Linked DNA regions of Mus musculus: region 1 is linked to region 2. A link is a contact called in public promoter capture Hi-C data. All regions are on one chromosome and are shown on one strand. Each heading gives the region's core, a stretch centred on a gene start, on an enhancer-like site or on the middle of the called end of the contact. The rest is flanking DNA. Distances are from core to core; before and after follow the strand shown. Region 1 overlaps Epas1 (endothelial PAS domain protein 1). Region 2 overlaps Abcg5 (ATP binding cassette subfamily G member 5).

Region 1 (6,968 bases), core at 1,493-3,992, 2.1 Mb before region 2:
TCAAGCCATTTTTCCAAAGGCTATGATGTCTAGAATGTTAGGAAGCCCCAGGAGCTAAGTGCAGGGCCACGTTCAACCACCTCACAAGCTTCGGAGTCAAATGTTGTATCTATTCCTACATCTGCTTCCCACTTGCTTATGACTTTGGGTAACGATTGAACGCTGGAGTCCTCCACCAGCAAACCAGGATAGCGATTCCCATCTTCATGAATTGTAAGGTTAAGTAAATTAACTGCTTAAAGTGATATCAACGACTACAAGCTCTACCTCATCTGCTCCCTCCTCTAAGACACCATTACTATCTCAAATCAGAGCCAAGGTGGCGAGTTCGTGGCTCACAACCTCACAAAGCTAAATAAGCCCTCACGCACATTACCATGGGGTACCAAAGAAGGGGTACAGAGAGCACAAGCTCCAGCAGTCAGAGGAGAGATGACTCTAAAAAAGAAGACATAGGATGGAGAGGAAACATGAAATATCTCCCACACTCATGGATTGGCAGGATTAAGATAGTGAGAATGGCCATCTTGCCGAAAGCATTCTACAGATTCAACACAATCCCCAGCAAAATTCCAGCTCCATTCTTCATAGAGTTAGAAAGAGCAATTTGCTAATTCACCTGGAATGTGAGTTCACATGAGTATGGAAAGAGAGGTCTGTCAGGCAACTGGACAGGATTGGGCCACCACTGCAGGACACACAGACAGCCTTCCTCCCAGGACAGACAAGAGGCCAGCTAGAGGCAGAAGATCCATGGCCCAATATCAGAGACTGGGACAATAAGGGAGCCCAGTGTCCCAAAGCTTCTCTTCCAGTCAAGGGGCAGAGAGGTGGCTTCTCAGAGCACCACTTTGGGGACATAAGTCCGGGGATAGATAGCACATAGAATAGTCGAAAGAGAATGGAACTTAGAGGCACAAAGCCGTGAGGGACAAGAGGCAGACACTAGGGGGCGTTGTGGGGGAACTCTACCCCCAACCATGCACTCTGTGTGTCCTGGACTACCAAGTCCACCTCTGCAATCTAAGCTCAGCTCTTGTTCCGGCTCCTGGCTGTTATCCTCAGACCACAGGCTATGCCCTCTTCTTGTTCATTATTTAATGTCAAATATGTGTGTGCTTTAGAAATCTGGATTTAACCAGGTGTGTTAGAGCAGGTCTTTAATCCCAGCTATCAGGAGGCAGAGGCAGGTAGATCTCTGTGAATTCCAGGCCATCTTGGTCTACATAGTGAGTTCAAGTCTAGCCAAGGCTGAGTGGGTGGGCCAGGACCTCTGGCGGGCCCAGGACTGCTATGCAACTTGCGGGATTTGTGCAAAGTAAAATAAAAACGTGGAACCCTCTGCTGAAAATTTAAGCTGAGCTCAGAGCCCAAGACCTGGCTAGTACGAGGAGGCCGCACCCCACCCAGGGTGGTGCTGGAAGGTTCTACCTCCTCCCAGGCTTCCTTCCTAATTCAGGGAAGCTGAAAAAGTGCCTTTTCTTCCTTTAACAACAACAACAACATCAACAAAAAGTGTTCAGAGGGTGTCAAAGCTGTCGCTCCAGAGACCACGTGCTGAAGACTATCCCCCACGTCAGGAAAACCAGCCAGTCTGGGCAAAGGGTGCCTGACCCCGGAAACATGCCCGGAGAAGGTTTCAGCTGCATTTGGGTTATAGGGCGAGGTGGCTACTTTCTCCAGACAGACAGAGGCTAGTGCTGAGGCCTACTGAGAATTTATTTTCACTTCAGCTTCTTTGATCTCAGTGGCAACACTGACTTCAAAATCTGGAGTAATCCCAAGACAACCTATCGGGGTTAACTAGACCCAGAGAAAATAGTTCTGCTTAAAGTTTCCTGTTTTTAACAGGCCCGGCACAGCCAAGCGGCCTTTCCGAACTGTCCAGCACGCTTACTTCCAGGAGGTGGCGAAATTGGCTACAGTGGCAGGTGGACTGCCCTTTAGAGAGGAGGGAGAAGGGTGTCTGGGGCCACAGACATGGAACATCTTGAGACTGAAGTCACAATGGCCAATAGCACCCTCCCCCACCCCTTCCCTGCGACCCTAGAGCAGCCCAGCTTGGGTGTGGCCCCTTCCTTCAGTGGAACTATTTGCTCTTTTAGCACCTGCTTGTCCTCCTGGGAGTCTCTGAAGGAACTTGGCTAGGTCACTCCCAGCCAAGAGGGAGGCAGACATCCCCCTGCTGCACCCAGAGCCCTGAGCCTCCTGTCACAATTCTGCTAAAAACTGCTATGCCTGGCGGCTGCGCACACCAGACCTCCCTCCCTCCCTGCAGTTACTAAGGCTTTTCCTCCATGGCTTCCCTGGCTCACAGCACTCATTACACACTCAGTCCTGTCTCAGGGAGAGCTGGGGATACTGCAAGGAAGGGTGCAATTCAGGAACCAACAAACTGCCAGGAAGACATCTGTCGAAGAGCCTAAGCCCCTCCTGGGGATGCTGATAACAACGGAGAGCAAACCATTGGTACAAAATAAAGTAGGTGCTTGCTAAGGAACTGGGCTGGGTGGTCTAAATAGCTCAGGTTCTACATCCTGGCCATTTGCTTCCCAGAATCTGTCAGGGTTCGAATCTCAAAGAACTGGTATAGACGAACTGTCTCCTTTGAGAAGGACCACGAAATTCTTTAATGCTAAAAATAGCCCCAGTAAACAGGCTTTGATGGCTCCCACCGCCAGGATATGTGCCGCTGAGAAGGCTGTGGAGGGCCTTTTCCGGAGCACTGCTCATTTCCTTTAGGCAGCACCGCCCATGTTGGGTGGCACACCAGTATGGTAGAGCCACTTGCCTTGTGTGAACTAGCAGGTGGCAGAGCAGGTGGCTTCTAACTGGGTCTTTGAGGCCTGGCTGTGCCAGCCGTAAGGCTGCTGCTTTCTTACTTCACCCGGATGATCCTTCTAGATGTTTCCATCTTCAAGAAACTCCTTGTTCCTAACAAGCTCCGATACAGGTTTCCTACTTCCCTGGTGCTTGCTACTTAGTTATCTCCGCAGGGTCTTTCCTTTCAAAGGCTGTGCACGCGTCTTCCGGGCATACTGACGGCAAACATAAAGAGTGTGGGCCACTTACTGTGCCTTATGCCGCACTGTGAGCAGGCTGGGGCTATCTCACACTTTCTGCAGAGTGATAGATCTCAGCTGGCCTTGCTGCTGCTCTCCTGGTGTGCCCCACAAGTCCAGCATTGGAGATTTTTATTTTGTTCTTTTCACACCTGCTCCCCCACCCTTGCTTGCTGCGCTAGCCTTCATAAAATGCTATGGGGCGCTACAGTCAGTGACTGTCGCTGACTGGCCAGACTCTTTGCTTTAAGAGAATGCTATAAGCAAGGTTAGACTTTCTTGAAGGGACCGCTGGCTGCTCTCAGCCAGTAACATCCTGGCATGAATCATCTTACTGGCCTCCTTCCAAACAGGACAGAAAAGGCCTTGATTTTGAGTATAGGTGGGGCCGGGGGAGGTGGGACAGTAAAACAATTGGGCTGAAAACCAGGGAAAACAGGTCTTACCACAAGGCATAGGAGGGCACAGAAATCACATCTGCTGCTGTAATTCTGTCCCCTTTGTCCCACTTTTCCTGAGAAGTCATGGTGAAAGCTTTAAAACCATGTCCTGGATTTTAATGTCTCAGGGATCGGAGAATCATATCCTGAGCAGACTGTGTGACTTCACTAGGCAAATGCCAGGAATAAAACATAAACAAATTCAAATCAAAATAATCAAAAATAAACTTGACATTTATGTCTAGAAACCTGGCTTTGTGCTGATCTCCAACTCTGCAGTAATGAGAATTTGATTTTTTTACATATGAGTCTGGGAAGCCTCAAATCAGAATTGGGGCGAATGCACATTCTATACATTTACTGCGGTCTAAAGCTCTTGGGACGCAGAAGCGACTCCACTTCAGCCCCAGAGCGCAGGGTTCATCTGGATTTAAGACAATCAAGTGATATTTCCACCCATGTTCCCGCCACAGTGTGTTCTGTCCTCCTGGGCCAGTGTGGAAGCAAGTATCGTAAAGCTATTGTTTCGGTTTGTTTCCTGTGATATGAATCTCAACTGTGGCCCGACTCAGCCTGGAGTTCTCAGCGCGGAGGCTTCCTCCCCAACATTCCCACACACTGCAGCCTACTGTGAAAATCAAAGGAAGTGTGCTGCTAAGTAAAGAAGAAACTGGCCCTAACGCTAAGCCTGGTATTTTTTAGGCGTTTGAACTCTGAGGTATACAAAACTCCACTTGCCTAAGTAATGAGTCTGTAGTTTGTTTTGAGTTGGGAAAGTATATGTTGTAACACTGTAACACGTAACTGCTAAAAGGTGGGTCCAAAGACATTAGAGTTCGCTCTGATTTTTCTCTTACATCGTTTCTTTTGTTAGACTTACTTCAAAGCTATAACTTGTACAACAGGCTAGACTTTCATATCATCCAACAATGTTTCATGGACTCTGCGGTCCAATGAGATAGAGCTGTGTACAATGTTTCTGAGAGAGATGGCAGCAACACCAATAAGCAAAGTGCAGGAGGATATCTGCTCAAAGATCCTCTAAACTTTTTGTCACATAAAACAAACAAACAAACAAACAAACAAAAAACCCACAGCACTTGCGAGGCAGAGACAGGCAGATTTCTGAGTTCGAGGCCAGCCTGGTCTACAGAGTGAGTTCCAGGACAGCCAGGGCTATACAGAGAAACCCTGTCTCAAAAAACAAACAACAAACAAACAAACAAACAAACACAACCCCCAAACCAACTAACCAACAAAAACAAAACATAAAGACCTATGGTTCAGGGTTGAAACGATGGCTTAGCAGGTAAAAAGGCCTTCTATTCAGACCTGACAACTTGGTTGGAACCCTATCCATGGTGGGGAGGGAGAATCAACTCCCAAAAGTTGTCCTTTCCTCCCCTCCACAAACACATGCATATAATAGGTGAAAATTTAAAACAATGAGCCACTTGGGTGGCTAAGTGCATAAGAGCACTGGCTGCCCAGGCATGAAGATGTGAGTTCGAGTCCTCGGCATTGACAGGTTGGCTGTGTGTGCCCGGAACCCCAATGTTGACCTGCACAGTCAGGATCCTGTGAGTTTGCCAGCCAGCCAACCTAGCTAAAATCGTGAGCTTCGAGTCGAGCGAGAGGTCCTGTCTAAAAGAAGGGAGGTTGAAGTCTTTAAGCAAGACTTCGACGCTCTTCCCTAACCTCTCCAGAGCACGCATGCACACACTAAAACAAAGGGTGGGTGGGGAGGAAAAGGCTCATTTTACATTCCATTTCTGGAAATAACCAGTCCCGAGAGTGCCTGGTAGGAGCCTGGAGAAATGGCAGAGAAGGAGAACTAAGCCACATCTCCTTCCGTGGCTGGACTCAGGAGCACTTCTTTAAGGTCACCAGGACCAGATGACCAAAACTTGTTTATCAATCTCTAACTTTTCTTTCTTCAGGCCTGGGAGCCCCATAGCTGACGCGCCAAGGGTTCTGGTCTGTCCGTGCTTATGCTGTCTAGAGAGTAGGCAGTCCTTGTTCTCAAGGCTCAGAGCTCCTGAGATGTCTGCTCCGTGTGGTGTCTGCTCTTGTATCTGTGGCTTTGTGTAGTACGTGGAGTGCGGGAGGGGTTGCACCAGGACACATGAGGGCAGATAAGCTCGGAAGATCCAACCCTAGCCAAGCCCTCTGCAAATCAACCTCGACCCATCGAGGAAGACACACAGGCTTCTGTGTGGGCGAGCACAGACAATGTGTCCCTGCTACGGCAGCAAGACACAGCTCTCAGAACCTCCTGGCCACCCACTGCTCCTGGCTAGTCCTGGTCAGGCTCTAGCTGCTTCACTTGGACATTGGCTCCCTGCCCCTTATCTACATTTCTTTTTTTTTTTTTTTTTTTTTTTTTTTTTTTTTGCCTGACAGGCTTTGCAAAATCCTACAAATCACCGAACTGTCGTCCTCATTTCTCCAAGAGGACAATCCTCTGTAAAATGAAGGCATGCATGGGGCATGGGTGAGACACCTCCGAGTCTGCCTTTTTATTTAGCAGTCCAGGCTTTACAAGTCCTTAGCCTGAGCTTCCCTCAACCATTTTCACCGTCTAAATCTGAGTAATTGCTGTTGCCCTGCTGTGTGTGCAGCGGCTCCGCCCTTGCTTTCTCCACTCTCTGCTCATTTCTGTAACAGCACGGTCACCTCAGCCTTGCAGCCCAGGCTTAGCCTCCAGCCTGGGGGTTAGAGGAGGACGATGGGATGAGCAGCCATTCTAACCTCCGAAGGTCTTTCCCATATATCCTTCCTGTGCACAGGGGCCCAGAATAGCACAGGCTAGTCTGGCTTCCCCGCCTCATTCTGGACCCCTCTGTGCAGGGGGCTCTTTCCCAGAATAGCCATGTAAGGAGTCATCTCCAGAGTGACACACTCACTCAGGAAAACTCAAAATGAGCCACGGGATCTCTTTCCCCCTTGCCTGCCTGCCTCCCTTGCTCATGCCTCGGACACTGCCCTGCTGTAGTGCCAGCCTGGCAGCTATATGCTGCCCAGTTTCCTTACAGAACTGATAAGTCTGACAAGACTGCACATAGGATGTGAAAGTGGAAACCCCAGGCTGCCTCTTCCTGGTGAGGCCTAACAGGAAATGATTTTTGAGGGATGTAACTCTGACAAAGGAAAGAAAGCATTCGTTATGAACTGTTTGTTGGTGAAGAGATATGCGGGAAAGAAGAACGCATCGGCTGAGCAGGGAGAGGTGCCCGAGGCTGTCCTCTATGGCGGGGGCTAGCCCAGCAAGAACGAATACAGCTGAGCCGCTGTCTCCACTCATTCCTATAGTGCCCTAATAATCCCCCCCCCCCATTTCCTACCCCTATCCTCCCAGGCAGTATGCCTGGCTAATTCCAGTTTGTAGGCAAGGAAACCAAGGTTCTGAGAGATAGATCACAAGGGACATCACCATTTCTGATGTCCTAGAGATGTAGCTGGAAGA
Region 2 (6,276 bases), core at 2,433-4,932:
ACTGCTTCTCCTACGTCCTGCAGGTGGGCGTGTCCCTGGCCCTAGCCTGCCCGGGCTCTGGCCCCTAGCCCCGGGATTTCGACGACCCTGATGTCCCCTTTCCTGCAGAGCGACGTTTTTCTGAGCAGCCTCACTGTGCGCGAGACGTTGCGATACACAGCGATGCTGGCCCTCTGCCGCAGCTCCGCGGACTTCTACAACAAGAAGGTACTTGAAAGTTAAAGCTGAGTGAAGGCCAGTTCCCCAAGGGACAAGACCAGGTGCCTCACCAGCTCCTCCTCTGGCCACCCCTGGTCCCCTGGTCCTCCTGGTTTTTTGTTTCGGGTTTTTTTTTGTTTGTTTGTTTTTTTAATCTTTGCTTCACGCTTGTATTCACCTCTACCTCTGCCATCCTAAGCGGCAGCTACATGAGCTGTCTGAAGATCTGAAACGTGACCACTCCAATCCAAGTCTGGTTATGCCTCTGGTTTAGTCCTTCCATCACGTGGCTTTAGGGGATCCAATTCAGGTGGTCGGTGCTGTTACCCGCTTATCTATCTTGTCTTTAACGGGGCTTCATGCATGCAAAGGAGACTAAGTTTCTTCCATTAAGGAAGAAACTATGGAGTCATTTTTCATCTAGGTTTGATTGTTGGCCACACCCATTTTGCAAGTAGCTGTAAATAAATTCACCTTGATCTTAGTTAGAAACATTGCTTCCTTCAGTCTGAACTATGAAGGCCTGGGAAACTTGGGAAAAAAATAGCACCAGGCAGGGCTGTCACCTGCAACAGGAACAGCTCCCTAGGAAGTAGGTGGGCGTCTTACCGAGCTCTTGGGAAAGTGAGCAGACTGCTTATACTTAAGAATCCTGGACAGCTGAGGGAGGCAGTTGGCGGGAGGTGCCCAGCCCCCACAGAGCGATGCCTCAGCCATCTATCTCTCCCACTAAGGTTACCCAGAGAGCTCAGGGGTGTTACATGGGTCCTGTCTCTGGTGCCTTCTCTGGCTGGCATTCAGCAGGCTTGTACAAATACAGTATCTCACTGATATTAATATTATCTCACTGATATCTAATATTAGCTGGGGGAGGGAACTTCATCTCCACCCCATGGGGAAAACCCACACCCTCTGACTCCATGCTTTCTTGAGAACCATACAGTCTGAGAGGAGGACATGTATACTCTCCTGGGAGGTGGTTGTGCAGAAACATGTTCACGTGGCTTGGTGGGTCTAGCCGGGCGACAGAGGAAGAGACAAGCCATGTAGTCCCTCTGCAGCTGTCTCTCTGCTTGCTTTAGTAATTTCTTTAAATCTAAAATGATAGGAGAAAGTTTTTTGAGAAGGGAGCTGGAGAGATGGCTCTGTAGATAAGTGGCTAAGAGCACTGGCTGTTTCTTCAGAGGACCAAGCAGGGTTCCATTCAGAGCACCCACGAGTCAGGCAAAGCTCCGTTCTGGGATCCTTCCATCTGACTCTAAGAGGAGACTCTGTGTTTTTTTTCCAGATCAGATCTTACTGGCTTTCTGATAGCCTCGTTTCTCCTTCGCATCGTCTGTAGGCCAGGGCTTCATTTACGCTGGTGACTCTGGCTGCTCTTCCCTGGAACTCTGCTCCAAAAGCTACTACATCTCTTTGCCTGCAGTCATATTGCGGCTCTTTTTCGAAGAAATGTGCCCGTTTCTTTCTTTCTTTCTTTCTCTCTCTCTCTCTTTTTTTTTTTTTCATTTTGAAAGGGACACAATCTCATTAAAGGCAGCTAGGAACAAATTCTTGGCTATATTATTTCATTCCTGCCCCTGCTTCCCCCAGGGCTTCCTGCAGACTCAGGGATCGAGGAAGGAGAGAGGTAGAGATTTCCCAAAGGTCTCTGGGGGCTGCAGTAAACCGAAGCAGTGGAGGGAGAAAGGGCAGCCTTCTTAGCAAGCCAGTGAGCACTGTTTTGGAATGTTATGGTGTGGAGAGTCGGAATAAGAAGCGGACTGCAGGGAGCCGCAGGGTAGGAGAATGGAGAGGATTGGTGGGGAATTAGAAGCCTGGACAAGCACAGAGCTGCGGATTATATGTTGGGGACTCTTTGAAGTTTCCCGGAGAGATTTGAGTAAAGATTAGAATGGCTTTTAATTACTTTTGGAGGTTGGATTATATTCCTTTGATGTAAAACCACATTGTGATTGGCCACTTGAGCCTCCAGGACTTACTTCGTTACAAAGGGGATAAGGGGGCCACTTCAAACCAAATTGTTTTTTTTTAAAGCACAGAAAATGTTTATGATAATAAAATTTCAAAACCCAAATACTTAACATAATCTATGTCATAATGATGCCTTTGGGACATTTTTCTGTTGCAAGAATAAGCAATTTTTTTTTTTGTCTCCCAGGGACTTAAAACTTTTATTTAAATCTGACCGGTGTATTATGTATTAAACTAAGGTGGATTTTACTAATGGACTTTTCTCCCCAGGGTATGGTGGGTCTGAAAGTAGCCCTTGTACTTTAGAGCAGTGTTATCTCTCTGGGGCCATCACAGCCCAGAAACTGAAGTGTCAGCCATAGATACAGGTGGCAGCCCTGGGGTATTGTGTCTCTTACAGGTAGAGGCAGTCATGACAGAGCTGAGCCTGAGCCACGTGGCGGACCAAATGATTGGCAGCTATAATTTTGGGGGAATTTCCAGTGGCGAGCGGCGCCGAGTTTCCATCGCAGCCCAACTCCTTCAGGACCCCAGTAAGTGGGACACAAACCGGTCACCAGATGCTAAAGGGGTCCTTGTGCGCTTGAGGCTCTGTCCTCACAGTTCCCAGGTAAAAATGATTTGTATAGGATTGGGATTCCCCAGGGTTTCGAAAATTCGAGATCCCAATGTTAGAAAGTGTCATGTAGTTCATTTCCTGGTGAGGGTTTGTAATTGGGAGACAGTCCCTTAACTTATCACAGGTCAGCTTTACAGAAACGTGAAAGTGATACATGCGCAACTGAACTGTGACCGTTGATCCTCTCTCAGACTAATGATAAATGGTAGCACATCCCCTCATGATGCTAGGTAGCAGCAGTGAGCCCGTGAGAGGAAATGACTGGCCCTGCAGTGCACTGTTACCCAGCTAAGATGCTCGGTAGGTTGGGTGTATTAAATGCACCTTCAGCTTATGGTTGCCATGGTTACCAGGTTATTCAGAGTTAGGGCTACCACCACAAAAACCATTCACCCTGAACATCTCTTAAGAGTATCCTGTTTGTGTATCTGTGGTCCACTAGGGAAGAGGTTATGAAGGTGAGGTAGCCAGTCCTCTGCCTCCCCCAGCCTGGTTTGCTCATTCTCCCAACTTGACCAACCTTACCACTCACGTGCTCCTTCAAGAGGTCATTTTGCACCTGGATTCTTTCTTTACTCTGCATTAGAATAAACCTGCCTCTTCTGACGGCGCTTGGTCAGGAGACGATAAAAAAACCCTTGTCACTTCTTGGGCAGACATGGGATATAGTTAAAGCGTCTAAGGAGCTCAGCCAATTCCTGTCCAGCTACTGGCACTTCAGACCTTGTTTCTTCCTTCTGCTGTGCAAAGACCAGACCTCATTAATATTGCAAAGTGCCCTGGTATGAATCAGGGTTGGGCTAGGTAAACGTTAGCTACTTCCTTACCCTCCCTAAGCCTGCCTGCTAGCCCTGGTCTCTGTCAGTGTCCCAGGCATGGAGCCCAAGTAGTCCAAAGTACAAAGAGGCCTGATACGGTCTCTCTCCTATCTCCAGGTGTGCTCCAGAGCTGAGAGCTGGGTCGTCCCAGGTCAGGTTCTTTCTCCTGGGCTCAGGTTGAAAGCCAGTTTCCATGTGGCTACTTCTCACCACGCAGTTTGGATGGGGTACGGCGTCTCAATGAAGGACTGGTCAGAAACACTGAGGTTTAAGTACAGAGCATGCTGGGCAGTGGTTCAGATACCTGACCCTTCTTTGCCGGCAGAGGTCATGATGCTAGATGAGCCAACCACAGGACTGGACTGCATGACTGCAAATCAAATTGTCCTTCTCTTGGCTGAGCTGGCTCGCAGGGACCGAATTGTGATTGTCACCATCCACCAGCCTCGCTCTGAGCTCTTCCAAGTAAGGGAATGCACTGAACCCAATGGTAGGAGCATGGTGTCTTGAACCGGGAATGGCAGGGCAGGGTAAAGAGCACACGCCAGTAATGAGAGAACACAGGCTGATTTACACAGTACCAAAGGCATGCCAAGCATAGTCTATACACTAGCTCATTCAGGCCACCATCATTTAGTCCACAAAGCAATCCTGGGGTTAAGCATCCACATACACACTTGAAGGGAGAAAAGGGGACAAGTTAGAAATGACTTGAAATGGAGCCAGAATCACACAGTTGGTAAAATGCTGCCAGTGGCAGCTTGGAGAGATGGCTCAGTTGGTAATGTGCTTGCTCTGAGTTTGGACTCCCCATGACTGTAAAAGCTGGGCACTGAGGTGTTGGTACCCAGGGCAAGGGAGGCAGAGGCAGGAAGGTCTCTGGGGCTTGCTGGCCATTTTGTCTAGCTGAATCCCTAAGTTCAGTAAGGGACACTGTCTCAAACAAGATGGAGAGTAATTAAGCAAGACACATGATGTTGATGCGTGCATGTACACACACACACACACACACACACACACACACACACACACACACGGGGAGGGGAGGCACCTGGCAGTGGCATCATGACTTAGTTAGCCACCAAAGCCCCATTTCATCACCACATTATAGACTTTACCCCAAAGAAATTTCATTTGATACCCATGGCATCCTTTTAGTTAGCCAGTATTTGTTTGTTTGTCAATTGATAATGATTTAATATTTCAAAACCAAGCAACACACAAAACACTACTCTGGTTGCTTATGGCCACTCTCTCAGTGGCCCAAGTGTGATTGATTCTGGGACTCAGAGGCATATAACAACACCCATATATGGGAGTAACCCAGGCTTTGGAGCACACACTAACACCATCTATTGTCCAAGCAGCACTTCGACAAAATTGCCATCCTGACTTACGGAGAGTTGGTGTTCTGTGGCACCCCAGAGGAGATGCTTGGCTTCTTCAATAACTGTGGTTACCCCTGTCCTGAACATTCCAATCCCTTTGATTTTTACAGTAAGTGTATTCTTAAAAATGTTTACTAACATGGCTGTTTGGAAATATTTTTTAATTTTTTTTTTTAGTGTGTGTGTATGTGTGTGTGTGTATTCACTCCTGTGCCTACATGCACATTTGTGCTATAGTCTACATGTAGAGGTTGGCGGACAACCAACCGGAGAAGTTGGCTCTCTCCTTTTACGACATGGCTTCTAGGGATCAAAGTTAGGTCATCAGGCTTGGTTGCAATCGCCTTTACCTGCTGAGCCATCTTGCCAGCCCTAAATCTTCCTTATCTTTGATTTTGGCATGGATGACACCGGCTCTTCTAGGCTTTTGGTTTAGTGACTTTTGCTTATGCCTTTGTTTTGATATTCTCTTGTTTTTCAAGGAGTTAATTTGGCAGGTCAGTTAACCTGCCTCTACTGACTGAGCAGAGCATACGATGGGGCTTCTCTCGCAGACTGTCAGAGAAAAACTAGTCGCATTTTGGAATCCTCCCAGGCAGTTGTCATGGGATGCTCATGGCCTTTCTGGGTAGCTGTAGACATTCTAGTATACCAGACAGTCATTAGTGATAAGAGCTTCTCCATTGAGATAGGGTAAAGAGTGGCTGCTGAATCATGTATGATTGCCCATTGTGTGCTTGTGTGTGTGTGTGCATGTGTATTTAGAAACACATATGTTTTGGGGAAAACTTTTAGTGGACTTGACATCAGTGGACACCCAAAGCAGAGAGCGGGAAATAGAAACGTACAAGCGAGTACAGATGCTGGAATGTGCCTTCAAGGAATCTGACATCTATCACAAAATTCTGGAGAACATTGAAAGAGCACGATACCTGAAAACCTTACCCACGGTTCCTTTCAAAACAAAAGATCCTCCTGGGATGTTCGGCAAGCTTGGTGTCCTGCTGAGGTAAGAGCCTTGGAAACACAGCCAAGGGCTGTCTTAGCTCTTCACACTCATTTACAATGATGAAATAAAGGACCTGAAATGGTCTCGTTTGGTTTTCAGGCGAGTAACAAGAAACTTAATGAGGAATAAGCAGGCAGTGATTATGCGTCTCGTTCAGAATCTGATCATGGGCCTCTTCCTCATTTTCTACCTTCTCCGCGTCCAGAACAACACGCTAAAGGGCGCTGTGCAGGACCGCGTGGGGCTGCTCTATCAGCTTGTGGGTGCCAC

Evidence for each region. Capture Hi-C pulls out chosen DNA fragments and counts their contacts.
Region 1: a promoter capture Hi-C map of liver shows a contact between it and region 2, with 3 times the contacts expected there. The contact joins two enhancer-like sites.

The regions. Positions count from the first base shown.
Region 1 is chr17:86,797,830-86,804,797 of GRCm38.p6, reverse strand. The region is part of intron 2 of Epas1 (endothelial PAS domain protein 1); the gene reads right to left. Among named protein-coding and RNA genes, the nearest start is that of Epas1, 47 kb to the right of the region's middle. Within about 2 kb of position 2,742, at least 79 of the 459 cell types and tissues checked have an H3K27ac peak or open chromatin away from gene starts, as enhancers often do. A contact at or near this core is called in liver, where this site is marked.
Region 2 is chr17:84,669,952-84,676,227 of GRCm38.p6, reverse strand. Abcg5 (ATP binding cassette subfamily G member 5) reads left to right here. Exons shown (of 13, transcript NM_031884.2): 3 at 1-23; 4 at 109-207; 5 at 2,573-2,705; 6 at 3,935-4,074; 7 at 4,977-5,106; 8 at 5,793-6,006; 9 at 6,106-6,276. Among named protein-coding and RNA genes, the nearest start is that of Abcg5, 9.9 kb to the left of the region's middle. Within about 2 kb of position 3,682, at least 18 of the 459 cell types and tissues checked have an H3K27ac peak or open chromatin away from gene starts, as enhancers often do. A contact at or near this core is called in liver, where this site is marked.